2 separate regions of the Sus scrofa genome follow, and region 2 is linked to region 1. The links are chromatin contacts, called in public Hi-C maps. All regions are on one chromosome and are shown on one strand. Each heading gives the region's core, a stretch centred on a gene start, on an enhancer-like site or on the middle of the called end of the contact. The rest is flanking DNA. Distances are from core to core; before and after follow the strand shown. Region 1 holds the start of HECTD2 (probable E3 ubiquitin-protein ligase HECTD2). Region 2 overlaps HECTD2 (probable E3 ubiquitin-protein ligase HECTD2).

Region 1 (3,248 bases), core at 283-2,782:
AAGGCTAATTAGCACTTTAATAATTTTTGCTAACTATACGGCACTTACTCCATACCTTTTGCTAATTAGCATTTAAATAGGTGATGACAGCAACTATATTAAAACTAGAAAGGCTTTCTAGAAATCAAAGTCAGAATGTACCATTTAGAAGGTACTCATTATTATACTCATTACAGGGTTTGCTTTCGATCTGCTTGTTACAACTGCGTCTGGAAAACAGGCAACTCCATTTCGTGATACACTGTAACTAGTACTTAGTTATGCTAATAACTGAATTCTGTAAAACAGTAGATAACCCAAACATCGTCCCAAATATATTTCAGAGATATTTTTGGTTCTTTTATTTGGATCCGGATATCTTTGATTCTTCAACCTCAAGTAAAAGTCACAACCGAAAAAACCGAAGATGTGAATGTCGAGTAATTCCCTATTTTTAATAGGCAATGCGGAGCATTCTTACTCTCTCCCTTCTCTTAGATCAGCAGCTGTCTCCGCAGCTCCAGTAGACTGAGAAAAGGAAAAGGAGGGGGCGTAAAGGAAAGGAAATTGTCTCTGTGGCTTGGTCGTGGGGGTGGGGGTGGGGGTGGTTTAATATCAAAATTAAAGCTTTCCTCTTCAGTTTTAAAGTTCGTCCCCATATTAATGATCTGACATTAAGGATTGTGCAGCCGCGCTTGAGTCTGTCCATCTGTAATTTATAAAAGGAAACGAACAAGGAAGGGATAGAGGCAGCAAAGGGAAGCAGGGCGAGAGCGAGATGTAGGCGCGTGGGGACGGGAAGGGAGAGGCGGATTTGGCAGTCCAAGTGGGGACGAGAGGAACAGGAATGGAAAGTGTGGCCTGGCTGCCCCGCCCTGCGGTGGGGAAGGTGGAGCCCAAGACGTCTCACTCCCCCTCCTCCATTCTGAGGCTTTTCCTTGGAGGTGGGGGCTGCCCGGCATCTAGAAAGAAAGGGTCGGTCGACTTCAAAGGAAAGGTGGTCTCCTGAGGAAGAGCTCAGAGACCTCTCTCCTGGGGCAAACGGGCAGGCAGGGGTGGCAGGGACAAGCACTGGCCCCAAGGCGACGGCTTTGCGGGCGCTGGGGACGTAAAGACCACCAGCAGGTCCCACGAATCTAGACGCCCCAAATTAGGGCTGTCGGTGCAGTGGAGGATGCCGCACTCGCCCCGCCCCCACGGAGGCACGCTCTATCCCCGTGCGACCCTAGGCAGGCCTCGTCTGGTCGCTCCTCCCCACACCCCCGACTCCCGACCCTTTAGTCCGGACCCCCTTCTCGCCAACTCGGGCGACGATCCGCAAAAAAAAATGGCGGCCTAGCCTCGGCGCCTAGTCTCCCGAGTCCCGGGGATTGGCGAGGGAGGTAGTGGCCAGCGTCCGGGACCCGCGACCCACGGGCCTAGCCGGGGGCGGGGCGGGGGCGGCCGAGGCCAGGAGCAGGCGGGAGCTGCGGGCCGGCCGGGCGCGCGCTGGGGCTGGAGCTGGGGCGGGGGCGGGGCGGGGTATCCGGGCGCGCTCCCGGCGCGGCGCGGGCGCGGGCGGAGCGGCGGTGGTTGGACACGGCGGCCCAGAGCCCTCTCGCGGCCGCGGCGGCAGCAGCGCCAACGCCAAGCAGCACCCCGGCCGCTGCCGCCGCCTCGCGCTCCCGCCGCCCGGCCAGACATGAGTGAGGCGGATCGGGTGCCCTCGCCTGCCGCGCCGCCGGCGGTGGTGGCGGCCGCGCCCGAGGAGAAGAAAGGGAAGGAGCCGGAGCGCGAGAAGCTGCCACCCATCGTGTCGGCGGGCGCCGGTGCGGCTGCGGTAGGTGCCGGGCGGGGGCCGCGGGGCGCCCCGACGGCGGGTCGGGAGGGGGTCGAGGGGCGCCCTGGGACCCGCGTCTCCTCCTGGTACCCCCGGACCCATGCGGGGAAAAACGCCCTGGCTGCCCTTCCTCTGGCCGAAATCAGAGTTGTGCCTCCTGGGCAGCCGCGATCACTTCGCGAGCAGCACCTTCCACCCTCGGGAAATGCCGGGGTAGCGGGGTCTCCTGGCTGCTTTCGGTTATTTTTTGGTTGGGGGTGGGGGCACTCTCTCTTAGGAAATGACCAGCACCTTGGAGCCAGCATCATCTGTTGGATGAGGATAAGGTGTCAGACAGGCGAGAGTAGATTTTCCACTGAGCTGCCTGCCTGCAAGCATTGTGGAAGCGAATATTTCCCCCTTTGGTTCGCTTTTCCTTCCCTTCCCCCTTCGGATTGAACCCGCTTTGCGGCGAGTTTCCACTTAATTGTGACCTTTCCTTTACAGTCAGGGTAGTGGGGGGTGGATGCCTCGATGATGGTTTTATTTTTTCATATGGTACAGACATGTGACATAAGGTGGGGAGGCTTTTTTAACCTTTCTTTAGACTCAAGTGATCTAAGCTTCAAGGCGATGATTTCCCAGCAGGATTTTCTTAAGGATTATTTGGGGAGCGCTCTCTGGCTTGAAACTGCATATTGCCAGATGATGTAATGGGCCAGCCCCCCTTCCCTATTTTTACTGGTGGTTATGACTGTTTACTTTGGAGCACACGCACAAAATTAACCTCTGATTTTTGAGATTTTTATTTGAGACAATATTCAAATTACTTCTTGAAACTTTCATACTTTTAAAGACCATGACTTATGCAGCCCTGTGTGACAAAATAGTAAAAGTTTAGAGAACAGGATACATTTTCTTTATTCCTGCTTGCAATTCATTTTCTTAAAACCTCCCTCTTAAGTGACTAAGAACTTATGAAAATAGCTCACTCTAATTTAAAGTATTACAGGAATAATGTTTTGATTCGGCAGGTTTTTCAAAAATGTCTAAGGACTGTGATAACTGGAAATTGTTAGAGCAAGCTTTTTATGTTAAATCAGCACAGCAGAGTGCAGACAGTAATAGAATGACAATTTTAAAAAATTACTGTGGTTGATTGGTAAATTGGAGTTGTGAGTAGGAATTACTTTGGGAAATGCTTTGAAGGAATTTGTCACCCAGCTGCTTTTAGACCCAGTTCCTGCTGTAGGAATCCTAGGCTTTCAGAGCTTATCTGGGAGGTTCTTAACTGGCAAATAGGCAGTGTTTCAGCAGATCATTTCTAAGTCAGTTTAAAACAATGCATATATGCTTATAGGAACAGTTACACGAATGGGGTTAGGTCCTCAAGTAAGCATGATCCCTGAAACTTACCTCATCGTAACTGAAAAATTGAAGACTTGGAATAAAAGCTTGGAGAGATTGATAC
Region 2 (3,248 bases), core at 300-2,799, 73 kb after region 1:
ATGAGCCATTTTAATAAGAATCATTAAATCTTTGAAATTTTATTTTATTAAGAGAAAACATCTATTTAATCCTTAGTATTGTTAAATGTTTTTCTTCAAAGGAGAGTTTTAAGTGTTTTTCTTATTATTTTTCTTAATTTTGTAAATATGTATATGTTGCATCTCTCTGGTAATGGGAAATAGAGATGACCCAGATAAATTGAAATCTCCACTCAATCCTCAAAATTAATTTTGATCATAACTTATAAAATGTAAAACTATAATTTTTATAAAAGAAAATCAACTGATTGATTTAGTTTGTCTTTTTTACCCTGTTTCCACCCGTGGTTCAGGATATCATTGAGCAGTAACATGCTCATGCACACTCTCTGGACATATATTTGATATATTTTAATACAAAAGATGGTTTGTAACAGAACTATTGCTAAACTGTTTTGCTTCTAATAGATGAGATGTCCTATACATGTTTACTACTCTGATTTTTAAATCAGTCATATTGATGAAATTATGTTTCTATTTTCCAGGCATGTTTACGTATCATAAGGATTCATACTGCCATTGGTTTAGCAGTTTTAAATGTGATAACTATTCTGAATTCCGATTGGTTGGAATTGTATCCTTTAAACTTTCCACTAGGAGGTGCTAGTAGACTAGAGATTTTTAAGAATTTTATCTGCATTTTGGAAAACTGTTCTCATTAAGCATTTTTATTCTACTAAACAGACTTGTCAAATTTACTAGTAGATTTTCAGTAATCTTTATTATTTGTAACATTGCAGCTATGTAATATCAGCAGATTTAGTTAATCGGAAGGAATGACTAAATTGTTGGCATTTTTCTCTGAAAACTTTATCTCAGAATAAAAATCACTTCCTATTTCTTATATAGCCTAAATTATCAGAAATGTAAGACATTTTTTAAAGTCACAGTATCTTTCTTATTCATAATGAACCATTTTTTCTGTTAATTTTTTCACTTTGTGCTTATTTCACTCAGATTCCTAAGTTGAAATTGTGGGAATTAACTCTCTTAATGTGGCCTCGAATCCTGAGATATTTATTAAAGTTAAAAATTGAGTGGAATAGGAGCATCTAATGCATATGGCATTATTTTATAGTGTTTTTTAAGATTATGCAAATTCCTGTGCCATCCTCTGATCCCTGTCTGGTATATTACGGAGGTATTCCTGCACTGGGTGGGAGATTGGACAGGAAAGCCTTGTACATTCATTTTTTAAAACTCAAAAATATAATTGTCCGTGGAAGAAAGGAGGGAAGAGTAAATAAATGAGCAAACACTGGAGATACTTAGGTTAAAAGAAGGACAAAAAAAAAAAATCTACCTTTAAGAAGTTTACCGTCTAGATGGACATTTAGCATTAAGTGCTGAGGGGTTCTGATAAGGAGAAGATTGAATATTTTCCTCCCAGAGAAGGTAAAGATTTTAAAATGGAACCAATATGTTTGATTAACCCAGGACTGGAGAGGATAGATGTAGACTGGGAGAATGGCTGGGGAAGAAGCCTGCCTGCATTGTTCTGGCCTGTTAGAGAGCAAGGTGATGGTCCACTTAGTGGGAGCAGAGGGCGCTCCAGGAGTTATGGGAGGTGCTGGCAAGAGATTTAGAGTGATCTGATGGAGCACTTTGACTTTGAATGTCCATCTTTGCTCCATTTGTTGAAATAAATCTTGAAGAATGTATATGAAAATCAAGAGGCTGGATGGAAGAAAAGGTAGGAGGGAGAAAACCACACATTGTAGCAGTAAACTTAATTTGAAATTTTGTATGTGTCATCATATCTAAAGATCCAAAGGGCCAAGTGCACAGTATGAAACATTTAACAATTATTTGACTCCTGTTTTTGTTCTCTTATCTACAGTAATCATTTGTCAAATGTTTCAACTTCATTGAAGGCCTGAGTCAGTGATGCTTCTCACTGTGCTATGAGCTTTTTGAATTTCCTGATAAATATGTCTGTCATATTTTACATTCTTATCATGGCTTAGATTTGGGTGATATTTTGGCCTTCTAATATTTGTAATGAAGTATTAGACCTTACACCACATTCTTAGAATGGTATATGTAATATTGTGGATTTGCTTATTGTTTTCTTTTGCAGTACGCATTAGTTTCTATTCAGCCATTACCCGAAAGAGCATATTAAGTGTATTTATATGCTATATATTACAAATTAAACAATTAAATCTAAAATTAAGTGATAGCTGTCTCATTATTATGTTATTTTTCTCACCAAAAAAAAAAAAAAAAAGCTATGGAAAGTAAGATCGATACTGTAAAAGGCATGATAATATAAAGGAAAAATGTGAGGTGACAGTGGATTGTGATCACATTAAGTGGTTGAGAGATCTATCAAATGTAAGGAACACTAAAAATTGAGAAGTAACAGGCATGATGATTAAAGAGATATAGTTGGCTCCATATTATTGTTCTAGTAGTTCTCACAGTATTGTATTTCTAATGCAAATATTTTTAAATATTAAGGCCTTAGCAGTTTACAAGAAGTGTTATAGTAAAACTTAGAGTAATAACTACAAAATGTCTCGAAGATTTCATGAAGAGCCATAATCTAACAATTTTTTAAAAGTAGAATTCCCAAAAGGTCATTGGAACTAAGGATAGGGGCGACATAATATAGTGCAGGGTTTTCAAATTCCACCCTATTTGCACCGCATGACACCTCAGTGACTCCAGCAGAATTCCTGCCCACTTCCCCAACCCCTGCTTCAACCACAGCAGCTTTAGTGTGAAATGCAACATGATTCTTCTGTGTATGGAAATGCCCTGAAGCAAATCCTATAAAGCTTACTTCTTCATCTGTTAAAACCCTTCCTTCAGGTTTAATTTTTATTATAGTTATAATTAATTGTAATTTTTTATAATTATATAATTATTTTAAAATTTTTTAATGAAAAAGGCTTAGAACTTATCACCATAGTAGATGATCATAAGTGGTAACTACAGTAATATTGTGATTATTAGGGTCATTGCTGTTATCACATTTATAGACATATATTAGAACTTACTTTCATTATCTTTCCCCTAGAACACACTTCTCAGACATGGTTACCTATAAAAAAAATATCTATTCCTTCAATTATTAGCCTTTATCCTGCCTTAGCATATTAAAATGTTGGCTGTCTTCTAATTTTTTAATTGCTTTCAATAATTTATCCCACCCATATGTTTAGATTTCCTTTTGAGCCTATAAAATTAATGACTTCCTTAAG

Evidence for each region. A called contact is a pair of places that touch in the nucleus more often than the background predicts.
Region 2: a Hi-C map of fetal heart ventricle shows a contact between it and region 1, with 2.7 times the contacts expected there. The contact joins the enhancer-like site here to the promoter of HECTD2 in region 1. A contact is called at or near these places in 7 of 47 Hi-C or Micro-C datasets (embryonic fibroblasts, fetal heart ventricle, fetal skeletal muscle and 3 more) and 1 of 2 datasets of contacts at active chromatin or transcription factors (skeletal muscle).

The regions. Positions count from the first base shown.
Region 1 is chr14:103,094,160-103,097,407 of Sscrofa11.1, forward strand. HECTD2 (probable E3 ubiquitin-protein ligase HECTD2) reads left to right here and starts at 1,533. Exons shown (of 21, transcript XM_003483528.4): 1 at 1,533-1,798. The coding sequence starts at 1,661.
Region 2 is chr14:103,167,577-103,170,824 of Sscrofa11.1, forward strand. It overlaps HECTD2 (probable E3 ubiquitin-protein ligase HECTD2), which reads left to right. Exons shown (of 21, transcript XM_003483528.4): 14 at 525-613. Among named protein-coding and RNA genes, the nearest start is that of HECTD2, 74 kb to the left of the region's middle. Within about 2 kb of position 1,550, at least 4 of the 83 cell types and tissues checked have an H3K27ac peak or open chromatin away from gene starts, as enhancers often do.